3 separate regions of the Mus musculus genome follow, and regions 2 and 3 are each linked to region 1. The links are chromatin contacts, called in public HiCAR-type and promoter capture Hi-C maps. All regions are on one chromosome and are shown on one strand. The core of a region is the stretch at or near the end of the contact, and the rest is flanking DNA. Distances in the headings are between cores, read along the strand shown.

Region 1 (4,221 bases), core at 1,485-3,984:
TTGAACTACAAAGGTCTACAAAGTGAGTTCCAGGACAGCCAGGGCTACACAGAGAAACCCTGTCTCGAAAAACCAAAAAACCAAAAAAAAAAAAAAAAAAAAAAAAAAAAAAAAAAAAAAAAACGAAGTTCTTGTGTGTATATTTTATTTTTAACACAGGTTATAGGGTTACCATGCTAGAAAATATTAGGAGACATGTATTACATTTTGGTTATTAATAAGCAGGGAAGCCATTTTTTTAAGAAAAGGCACATTTTCCATTAGTCTATAAAACTCAAGCTCCACTTCAGTATAATTAATAATATATGTCACAAGGATTAAATTAATACAACTGTGAGAATAGAGTTAACTGAAGCAGACCACTCAAGGAGCATGTAGAATATGTTCTATATGTGTGTGCAGGACAAGGGGACTAGGGTACACACATAGGAGAGATCACACTGAAATGCTGATCTTGGTTTTGTTTGGCTCTGCCTTCCATTGCCTCAGAGTTGGCAGACAAGTCATCCAACTTTGCCTACCTTAGGATCTTCTTGGTTTTATGTTAAGCCCACTTAAGACTCCTGTTTTAGGACACCAACGTTTTAGAGTACTTACAGAAGGAAAAACTAAAAGCTGTGCGAGTTTTATTTTTTAAAACAATGGCAAAAATACAGATTGCTTGGTTTGTAACTTGCTATTTCCCAGGGCTGACTTCCTCAGTCCCTGCAGCCTAAATACATCGGGCTTTATCAGTAAAGATTTAGGTTCTGTATTTATAATGTAACTCTCACACTATCCTTCCACTTGCTCCTCCTCATCCTGCTTCATCCTATCGTCGGCTTGTTTTAAGCAAAAAGGTTGGCAAAGCACTGCAAATACCATAAGCTTAAGATTTCAAACGATTTTAAAGGATGCATTTTCAAGTAAATGTATTGTCTGCTTCAATAAATTCCTTCCTCTCCAAGTGGTTGAATTCTCATTAACAGAATAAAAACCAATCAATTTCATAAACTAAAACATAGGTGGCCTATGTTTTTGTTGTTGTTGTTTGCTTTAAGCAGATCCTAATGTATTCCCTTAGGAACATGAACGCATTACCCACCCAGTGGAAAAAATAATTCTGCTGGTTCATTTCCCTGCTAAACAACAGCTTCGCTGTCAGGCCCTACCTAAACCCAGCCCTCATTGTCACCTAGTAATTTTAAATTGATCAGCTTGGCAGACTTGGGACTCTAGCCTGTACAGCCTGTCTTTATACTCTTTGGGGATGGGGGTCAGGACGACAGTTTATACTCAAAATCAGAAAACAGAGATCATATGACTTAGGACACAATTCCTTGTCTTCCCGTACATGTCACGCAGCTGCTCTCTCTCTCTCTCTCCCTTGAATAAAAATGGAAGTGAACTAGACCCAAACCCAACAACTGAATCTTGGGACAATGAAGCCCACAGGAAGCCACTCGCTCCTCCCGTGGGTTTACTACCGAGCTGGAGGCTACGTGGTGTGCTGTCGCCCGGCAGCCTGCGTGACAGCACGTCTTCCACGCCCTCCCAACGCCATCTGAAGGCTAGTCGTCCGTCACCCCCTCCTCACCGCCGCCACCCTCCTCACACCCCGAAACCAACCCTACAAAAGGGATGGGCGCCCTGGAAAACTCCCTTGCCCAGCGGCAGCGCAGCCATTCCTTAGACGCTCCGCCCGCAGCGTTCCCAGGCAGCTCAGGCGGCGGCTACACAAAGCGGGAGTGAACAGAAGAGGACCGGGCGCACTGAAGGGAAGCCGGCCCTGTGCAGCCGGCCGCAGCCCATGGGGGAGGGGAGGGAGGGGACGGGAGGGCGGCGGCCGCGCGGGGCGTCCCGGTGGCGCCCCTCGCCCTCCAGGCCCGCACTCCATCCCGCCGCGGGCCGCGCCCAGGCCCCGGCCCCGGCCGCCGGAGCTATGGATGTGCAGAATCCCGGGCCATGCCGACCCCGAGCGCATCACTTACCCCTCACCGCAGAGAGGGACCGGACCGGGAGGCGGGGCGCGGCGCGTCCCGTCTGTCTCTGCCACGCTGTCCTCCCCCCACCCCCTCGCCGTTGTCGTCGTCGTCGTCGCCGCCGCCGTGGAGCTGGGGGCCCCTCGGTTCCGCTGGGCAATAACGTTATTCCACACACGCCCCACACATAGCGGGAACGGCAGCGAACGGCAGCTCAGTGCGCAGGCGCCTCGCAAAGGGCAGCGAGCCAGGTCCTCTCCCTCCTCCAGCCAGGGCCCAGCGATGCCTCACTGCGCAGGCGCCAGACCCAGACAATGAAAGGGGGCTTTGCAGAGGGTCTCACCCACACGCTCTCGCAGCTGCCCACTGCGCAGGCGTGCCCTCAAGACAGTCTTGAACAATAAAGAGCCGCTTGGCTGGAGTGGGACCGCAACCAACCAGGACTACGATTCCCAGCGGGCAGCGCGCCAACTCCACGCGGAGGGCGGGGCTCTGAGCAGGCTAGGAGTTGCAGTGTCCGTCACTTTCACAGTTTGGCTGTTTGGAAGATTTACACTTCATTTTCTAGAGAAAAACAGTTTTGACAGAACTCCTAACTAAAACCGAGTTTGCAGTGAATGCTTGCGAGGGCTCAGGGATCAACTCCACACCGGCCCGTTTTGAAGAGTCTTAAGTCCTTCACCGGGCCGGTTCTGTCAGCGAGTCTATCCAGCTGGCTGAGGATGGCAGGACAGCGGGACTAATCCAAGCGATGCAAAAGGGAAAGGGCGCGGCGCGCCAACCCGTCTCTTGGCAACAGCCTCAGGCCGCTAAACTGTCGGAGTGGCGCTCCGAGCGCATAGCCCTCTGGGAAGCGTAGTATAGCTGGAAGGCTCATAGGACTCTCGAGGCTGCAGGCTTTAAGCCTGAGAACTACAATTCCCGACGTTCACCATGAGGGCCAGGGGGTAGGAAGAGCCCCTAGGAGCTCGGTCCGGGGTTCCTGGTTCCCTAGTGACAGCAGCGACAGGAAGCAGGCAGGCATCCCCTCATCCCCAGCGCTAGGCCTGTCCTCGGAGGGGTGCACTGGATACTTTCCCGCATAACTCCCATCTCTGACCCCATGGCGAAGTCCCCAGGGAACTCTACCCTGGAGGACAGTCTGGGGCAATACCAACGGAGTCTCCGGGGTGAGTTGCTCCGAATCTCAGTGCCTAGTAGCTCTTAGGTACCACGGGCAATAGTGGGTTGTTTTTTGTTTTTTTGTTTTTGTTTTGTTTTGTTTTTTCCAGAGACTTTCCTTGAGCACTAGCCAGGCTGTGGAGGAAGACGACCGATGTTGCTCTGACCTTATGGATGAAATCTTTTAGTTTTGTTTTTAGGATTAAGCAGCATTATCCTTATCCTTGTGGTTGGTTACCTGACCCAACAAGGAACCTACATCTTGATTTAAGTGTCTTATCAACCAGTGCCAGCACAAACTCATGGGCAGCTCCATGCCACTTTTACCCTGTTGCCATACTGTTGCTGTTTAATTCAATAAATTCCTTATTTATATTTCTTACACATGCAAATTCTGGTGTAGTATAGCAAATCTGACGTATAAGTCCAGAAAGAAAACACTAATAGTTATTTGAAATAATACAATATCTACTGATCTACATTATTTTCATATAGCAAAGTATTTAAAACTTTATCTCACTAATGACTCCATTTTACTGGTCAGGAAACCAAAGCCAAAACTCACACAGCTGGTTGGTAGCGGCAAAGGCATGTACAGAATTCAGGCCTATCCACCTTCAAAGCCTATGCCTTTCTTATTAATCAAGTAATAATTACTATAATCGAAGCCTAGCTTAGTTAATTCAAGTTTTCTGAGCAAAGAACCAGAAGAATAATTATCTGGCAAAGTGCTCTCCATACTCATAGCTAGCTAGCTCTGTTCTTTTGACCACATGTGAAATCTCCGGAAACTTGAGACTTTGTTATAGTGAATTCGTGGTGTCAACTACAACATGATTATTATGGAGAACAAGTTAACCAAAAGAATAATGAACATAAGACTGATTTATTTTCAGAAGTTAAGAAATCTGTAGCAAGAAATGTGTGCTAGGGGCTGGGAATGTGGCTTAGTATTAGAATGCTTGTCTGGTGTGTGGAAAAGAAGGAAGGAGAGATGGGCAAGTTAATGTGGGACTTAGAAAGATTTCACTAAAGACTTTATTCCACGGGTTATGATGTACTTTTTCCTATTCTGCATTTTCATAACCCCATATGCTAT
Region 2 (3,853 bases), core at 619-3,118, 2.7 Mb after region 1:
ATTTGTACAGAACTCCAGTACTTCATAAAATATATATATATATATATATATATATATATATATATATATAGCAAAATTTTTAAAAAGAACATCTCAGCCAGGTGTGGTGGTGCATGCCTTTAATCCCAGCACTCAGGAGGCAGAGGCAGGCAGATTTCTGTCTCGAAAAACAAAAACAAACAAACAAAAAAGAACATCTCAGGTTGAAGAGATGGTTCAGTGGTTAAGAGCACTGGCTGCCCTTCCAGAGCACCTGGGTTCAAAAGACAATCTCTGATCATTCCATTACTAATTTGTCATTGTTTATGATTAAATGCACCTGCTCTACCCACTGAGCAACACAGCCTTCAAACTATGTCTGCAAGGAGGCTTACATCATCTTTACCACTTAATGCTTTAGGACTTAAGCAGTAAGCTCTCTGCCATGGGGTGAGGTACATCTACACTCTAAATAGCCTACAAAGTATGTAACACAATGAAGGAAGAGTCCTGCTTTCTCCAATTAGTCTGTGAGAAGGGGGTTCGTGGCATTCGAGGCCGAGTTGTGAAGGGAGTGAATTGCTTTAACCCCACAAACTTCCCGCTGCTCTTTCAGCAACAAATCGCGTGCAGGTGTGTGCATGTCATTTCGATCACCACTTGAGAAGATAACAGATAACATTATTATTTGCTAACTTTAAAATGCAAAGCGAAGTCTTCAGTTATAAACTAAACAAGAATATTGTGGAAGCCGGGCGTTGGTAACAGCAAGACTTTGGGACGCAGAGAAGGCCAGCCTAGTCTACAGAGCAGCTACAGAGAAACCCTGTCTGAGGGGGCGGGGACTGAGGAGGGAGGAGAGGGGAGCGAGGGGAGTATCCTGGAATGTATAGTAAAGCTAGACTCCCCACCTCTACCCACCCCAAACACAGAGGGATGGGTCTGGAACCTACCTACCTCAGAGTCCTTATCCCAGTGCATGGTGGGAACCCGATGTGTGCGGACGGAAGTGTATATGTTACACAACTCTATAAACAGTAAAGCACCCTCCGCTGACACCGTGCTTCCAGACTTCGAAACACTGTCACATAAACTGTTGCATCTACACAGAGGTGGTGAGTTACATTTGTCCGCACAATCTCTAGAGGGCAAAGCACACCGCGAGTCCTACGCTCCTAGAGTAGACTGTTTGCATCTCTTATTTTGCTCTTTTGTTACACGGTTAATTCTCATTTGCTCCAGTCCTTAGGGATGTCTCATTCATCTTCCTAAACCCAAGCCACGTAAAATCCAGACCAGCAAAGTACAACATAAACACCAGGCTTCTCGCTCCTCCCGCAAGACAGGTCAGGTGGGGCCTCAGTTCTGATCCTGACGTACACACCCCTACTCCTTCCCAGACTCACACCCCCCTGCCACTTCTGATTTCCACAACCAATGAAGCTCGTTGCACAGGCTTTGAATATTTTTGTTCCCCAGCAAAATTATCTGCCCGACGCTTCCCCTTCATCTGCACCACTGCCTCCCCCAATTCCCACCGCAGCCTAGGGTGCTGCAGACACCCCACAGAGCTGTGCCCTCGAGGCCCACCCCCACCCGCAGAGCCACGCGCCCCGGGCTCAGGTTCCGTACGTACCCCAGTAGGCAGCGATCACAGACTACGCCACGACTCCCCTTGCACACAGTGTAAGCCAAGGGGTCGGAGCGGAAGAGCAGCTCCCCGGGGCGCAGTGGAGCCACAGCACGCAGCCCGTTTCCCCGGTTGGCAGTCGTGAACTTTTCCACCTTCAGTGCCTCCATCCTTCCTCAGATCCACACCTCAGATCCGAACTGCGTCCCTCAGCTTGAGTCTCGTGTTTTCTGACTGCGCGCCTGCGTCCTGCGCTTGCGTACACCAGGGGGCGGAGACGAGCGCGCAGGTCCTGTGAGCATGCGCAGGAGGACCTACTACAGCTCGGGATGGGGTGGTGTATTTCCTCCTGTATTTTATTCCGCGCTTTTTTTTTTCTTTTTCTTTTTCTTTTTCTTTTTGAGACGGAGTCTCACTATGTGTAGCAAAGACTGATCTGGAGCTCTCTTGATAGACCAAGGAACCTCTCTATTTAGACCTCGAACTCACAGGATTCTGCCCGCCTCAGCCTCCTCAGTTCTGGAATTCAAGGTGTGCTCCACCACGCCCAGCTTATTATGCAAATTTTAATGCATAGTGAAAAAAAAAATGGTAAGAGCCCATGAGTGGTGGCACACACCTTTAACCTCTGCACTGGGGAGGCAGAGGCAGGAAGACCTCTGAGTTTAAAGCCAGCGTGGTTTATAGAGTGAGTTTCAGGACAGCCAAGGCTATACAACAGAGAAGCCCTGTATCAAAAAAAAAAAAAAAAAAAAAAAAAGGGCAGTGGTTATCTGTATATTCAGCATCTAGATCGAAAAATTCTTAACATCTGCAGGGTTTTTTTTTAAGATTTATTTACTGTTATATGTAAGTGCACTATAGCTGTCTTCAGACTCACCAGAAAGGGCATCAGATCTCATTACAGATCTGTGGTGAGCAATCATGTGGTTTCTGGGATTTGAACTCAGGACCTTCAGAAGAGCAGTCAGTGCTCTTAACCACTGAGCCATCTCTCCAGCCCAGCATCTGCAGTTTTGGATCACACCTTCTGTATATCTATCTATATGCCTATATTTTTTTATAAACCGTTTTAGAGTTATGTTTGTTGAACCCTTTGAAATAATGTTGCAGTCAGGTCTTGAACTCAGAAACCCTTTATTCTCTTCCTCCTGAGTTCTTGGATTATGGATATACAAGCAAAGGATTATGGGTATACAATGAACAAGCAAAGGAGTAGGCACAAGACTGCCTAGGAGGGTCAGCATGATCAACCAGTTCTGATGCTCAGACTCAGCTATATGAGACCTATATCAGACCACACAAAGCTTTTTAAAGACAGCGTCTATTGTGTATCTCTGGCTGTCCTGGAACTCTCTGTGTAGATCAGGCTGGCCTTGAACTCATAGACATCCTGCCTCTGCCTTTCCTGTATACACGTCTGTGTGCCTTCTGGGAACCCCAGCAAACACACAAGTGGAAGACTAGCCTCAGTAACAGAGAAATCCTGCTTAAAACATCTTTTTCTATGAGTGATTTCTTACTTCAATCCAAATATTTTGTTGGTTTGTGACCATGCCTCACAATTTCGCCCTGGCTGACCTGAAAAATCTCTGTGTAAAGCAGGCTGGCTTGGAATTCGGAGATCTGCCTGCCTCTACCTCTCTGCCCCACCCACCAACCCTGTCCCTAATCCTGCCCCTTGCCCCACCCCTGCCTCTCTGCCTCTGCCCCTGCCCCTTCCTGTAACTTTAATTTTTTTTTGTTTTGTTTTGTTTTTTTTTTTTTTTTTTTTCGAGACAGGGTTTCTCTGTGTAGCCCTGGCTGTCCTGGAACTCACTTTGTAGACTAGGCTGGCCTTGAACTCAGAAATCCACCTGCCTCAGCCTCCCGAGTGCTGGGATTAAAGGCGTGCGTCACTACTGCCTGTAATTTTTTTTTAAAGTCTATATTTAATGATGTTTTTAAAATGTTTTAACCTCTCTTGAAGCCCACCACCTACTTGAGGTAATGGGAAAGAAAGGATACAGCGGAAGTGAGCCAGTTTAGATTTTTTTTTCTTTTTTTAGTAAATCTTATTTATGTTGTCAGGAAATCAGTAGGTTAGTTTATAGGCATCAGTATCGACAGCTCAATCATAAGCACTTTATGGATATATTAGTAGTCTAGTTAGGTAGAGTCAGGACGGTAAATATGAATCAGCAGCAATGGCACTATCTAGTAGAGGCAGTCAGGCCTCAGCCTACTCAAGAGTCAGTAGGAGGG
Region 3 (3,736 bases), core at 834-3,333, 2.7 Mb after region 1:
ACGTTTGTCATTCGTTCCTCTTGGGCAGAGGGTGAACGCTTCTGACAAAAGAACTCCCGATCCTCTATGAATCAAGGTAGGCCAAAGGCAGTTCTCACACAGAAAGCTTACAGTAATTCTCAGGCCTATCATTTCTTTTGCAGTGAGGTGGTCCTAGCTTCTGTGTCTATCCTGAGAATAGGAGTTCTGCTCTCTAGGGCTTGATTTGAAGAACAGGAGGGCAGAAACACTTTCTTCCTGAAGCTACACCTGAGGGCTTCCAACTGTCCTTTATTCCAAAATACTCACTTATTATTAATGAGTCATGCTTTGAGGTTATCATTTTCGGGGCCCCAGTAGGAACTAGAAAAGAGATTTCAGAACTCCCAAGCTTTCAGAAACTCAACAAGCATGGAACACTCAACAGGTCCTAGTCTTTATAGATATATTACTTTAGGAACATAAAAATATACCTCCAAATGTGGAATAAAAGTCTTTTCACTTTCAAAGGCAACCACTCTGGCACCAGCTTTAAGTAATGCCCCAGTCAGGATTCCAGGACCTGGTATATTAACAGAAAAACTTTATTTGCAAAATAAACAACATACTGTCTGATTCTGTCTCTCCATTTCTATCTGTCTGTCTGTCTGTCTGTCTGTCTCTCTCTCTCTCTCTCTCTCTGTGTGTGTGTGTGTGTGTCTTTCTCTTCCTCTATTTTTAAGACAGGATCTCACTGTGTAGCTCTGGCTGTCCTGGAATTCACTCTGTAGACCTCGATGGCCTCCAACTCACAGATCAGTCTGCCTCTTGCTGGGATTAAAGGTGTGTGCCATTGCATCCGGCCACAGTCACTTTCAAAGTCGACTTTACACAAGCTTCAACGACACAATGTTTCCAGATAACATTCTTTTTGCATATAGAAAACTATGATTAGGCAGTTACCTTGAACCCACAACATCTCAACAGGTAAGCTGTACAGCCTTCTGTCTGTCAGTGACAGCAACACTTACTGTCCTAACAAATGTCACTATTTCCTAGAAGAAAAACAAGTATATAAGATAGTATGTAAGATTGCGACTACCTCTTACTCACGGACTATTTGAATGTTTAGCCATAAAAATTACTGTCAAGTCTAAACGAAATGACTGTCAGTAAGAAGTGATGCTTAAGAAAGAAAAAAATACAATTCAGGGTCAATGAGAACGCTCAGAGGGCAATGGCGGTTGGCGTAAAGCCTGAACACTTCGTTTCAATCATTGAGATCACAAGTGTAGGGCGAGAACTGACTCTCGCTAAGTCGTCTTCTGACCTAAACACGCGCGCATACACAATAAACAAACACTAATTTAGGATATTGGGCACGTAAACGCTAAGGGCAAAGCTTCTGTTCAACTCACCTGGATTGCACTCTAGTATAATTTGACGGGATGGGTTTTGGTGCTCCAGCAGGTCCCGTACCAGGTTCCTGGCCGCTTTCTTACATGCTATGTGACGCGTAGGCTCCGATCGATTCCTGGATGTCCACGGGGACGACTCCTCCAAATCAGAATCAGGCAACGGCTCTATATTGAAGTCAGAGAAGCCGCGGCGGTTCCTCGTTTGCCAGTCCTTCCGCGTCGCCGCTCCGGACCCTAGAATGCAAGATGGGCCGCGGGCCAACGCTGACAGCGCGATCCGCGGGGGAAGCCGCATCGCCGGTCCCCTCATCCTCCTCTAAAGTCCACCTCAAACACCAGTTAAGGTAGCCTCTGCGAAGAACGCAGAGCACCCCATCACACGTGCACACATTTCACCACCACACTAGGCCGGGCGGAAGTAAACATTACGAATGGCGCATGCGAACGACCTAGCCTCAGTCCTTTGCTCACTCGCTTCCGCTTCCGCCTAGGCTCCGCCCCCAGGCTCCTGTGCGTGGACTCTCCGGGTGTGTCCGTGCTGGAACTCTATGGTCGCCCGCCCTCCGCACTTCCTCTCTAGCCGCGGTCTCGCACTCTATGCTCCTCGGTCCGGCCGCCAGCCGGGAGGGTTGCGCAGAGGGAGGCGGGGCGGGAAGGCTAGAGGTGTCCGATCCTCCAGTGCCGCGGGAGACCCGAGCCGGCGGTGTGACAGCTCGTCGGCCGCCATGTCAGCGCGCGGGGCTGGAAACAGACCCGGCGCCCGGCGGTAGCCCTTGCATTGCCTCGGATGCCCAGGTAAGACCAGCAGCCCGGCTGCAGGGGATCAGCCGGCTGGCGGCGACCGCCGAGCTGTGGGGAGTCGCTGGCTCCTCCCCGGGCGCTGTCCTCCCCGGAGTTGCAGCGGGTCCCTCTCGCATCCGCCCCCTCTCGGATCTCCTGTTTTCCCCGCTTTTCTGCGGGTACGCGGTTGTCGCGCGTCGCGCCAATTTCTCCGCGCGCGCTCCCCTCCCCGGGGACCCGGCAGCTTCTACTCCGCGTCGGTGTCTCTGTTCGGTGGCCCGTCGCCTGTGCCAGCTTCCCTGCGGGTAGCTTTTATTTGCCCCCATATACCTTCTTTCCCCTCCACAGCTACCTCTTTGGTTGTCAGGAACCGCCGAGTGCCTCCCTTCTTTCCCTCCCTGTGGGCCAAGATTTACCTTTTCTTTTTAATATGCATGTTTGCAAGACTGAAATTTCAGGCTGAAAAATTTTAATATTTGAAAGCTTAAAATTCCTTCCCATGTTTAAAAGGATTAAAGCCTTAGGAAGCTTCCTTATTCTCTGTGTAAACTTAGTTAAGCACATTGTACCGTAGAATGCAATTTAAAAGGCCGATTGCAAAGACTAAAAATAGGATACTCTAATGGGAATTTTGGCAGTGTTAGAAGATCCTTTTCTTTGAGAGTGATTTCGGTGTTTGGGGATCGTACTCAAAGCTTTGCCCATTATCCCTTCCATCAAGGCTGGAAGCTGCGGCCAATCAACTTCTTAGTTTAAAATATGTACAATCCTTTCTGCTTACTCTGCTGGCAGCATAATTGAGCTTGGCATATAAATGCACAAGGAAAGAGTTTCTCAGGAATGTGTCACCTGCCAAGTAGCCTCAAGATTGCCCTTAGCTAATGAAACTCTAGGGCGGAAAGAATTGACACCTGAAGATGGCCTTTTTTGCATGGTAAGTTAGTACACTGCAGAAGCTATTAACTGTTGTTCACTGATCTTGATTTTGTTAAGTTTTTGTTTTGTTTTTTAACATCCTTTCTTTATTGAAATTATTCTTCCCAGGCATGGTGGTAAAAGTCTGTGCTCCTGGCATTCAGGAGGCTGATTACCCACCAGTTGGAGGCCAGCCTGGGATGCATAGAGTTCAGGGCTAGTTTAGGATATAGTGAAACCATGTCTCAGGAAAAGAAAAAAAGCAAAGGTGACCCCCCCCCATTGGCATTTTGATAAACTCAGAAGGATTCTAGACTTGCACCCCTCCCCAGAGCTATATTTTAACAATTGAATATGGCAGAATGATTTTTATAATTTTTATTAATTAAATAATTAATTAACTTTACCTCACGATCCTTGCCTCCCCTGCCTCCTCTCCTCCCAGTCCCTCCCTCAGAATGATTTTTAAAAAATATCAGAGCAATAACAAAATTTACTTACCCAGTATATTCTTGAGTTTTTCATTTTTAAAATAAGCCTCTTAAGGCAAGGGGATTGTAGCTCAGTGGTAGACCACTTCGCACGTATAAGGCCCTGAATTCCAGACCTAGCACCATTTTTAAAAATTTCACAATGCCTGTGGACCACAGCCTACTCAGTCCAAG

What was found. Promoter capture Hi-C pulls out the DNA fragments that hold promoters and counts their contacts. HiCAR-type assays count read pairs that join an accessible place to other places.
Region 2: a contact with region 1 is called in a HiCAR-type map of astrocytes, with 4 times the contacts expected there. The contact joins the promoter of Smyd3 here to the promoter of Sdccag8 in region 1.
Region 3: a promoter capture Hi-C map of pre-B cells shows a contact between it and region 1, with 2.7 times the contacts expected there. The contact joins the promoter of Cnst here to the promoter of Sdccag8 in region 1. A contact is called at or near these places in 7 of 39 promoter capture datasets (3T3-L1-derived adipocytes, the C10 cell line, hippocampal neurons and 3 more).

The regions. Positions count from the first base shown.
Region 1 is chr1:176,811,926-176,816,146 of GRCm38.p6, forward strand. Sdccag8 (serologically defined colon cancer antigen 8) reads left to right here and starts at 2,735. Exons shown (of 18, transcript NM_029756.3): 1 at 2,735-3,130. The coding sequence starts at 3,064. It also overlaps a transcript of Cep170 not described here.
Region 2 is chr1:179,516,173-179,520,025 of GRCm38.p6, forward strand. Smyd3 (SET and MYND domain containing 3) reads right to left here and starts at 1,869. Exons shown (of 12, transcript NM_027188.4): 1 at 1,616-1,869. The coding sequence starts at 1,779.
Region 3 is chr1:179,544,446-179,548,181 of GRCm38.p6, forward strand. Cnst (consortin, connexin sorting protein) reads left to right here and starts at 2,084. Exons shown (of 11, transcript NM_146105.3): 1 at 2,084-2,171. Tfb2m (transcription factor B2, mitochondrial) reads right to left here and starts at 1,831. Exons shown (of 8, transcript NM_008249.5): 1 at 1,377-1,831; 2 at 453-541. The coding sequence starts at 1,686.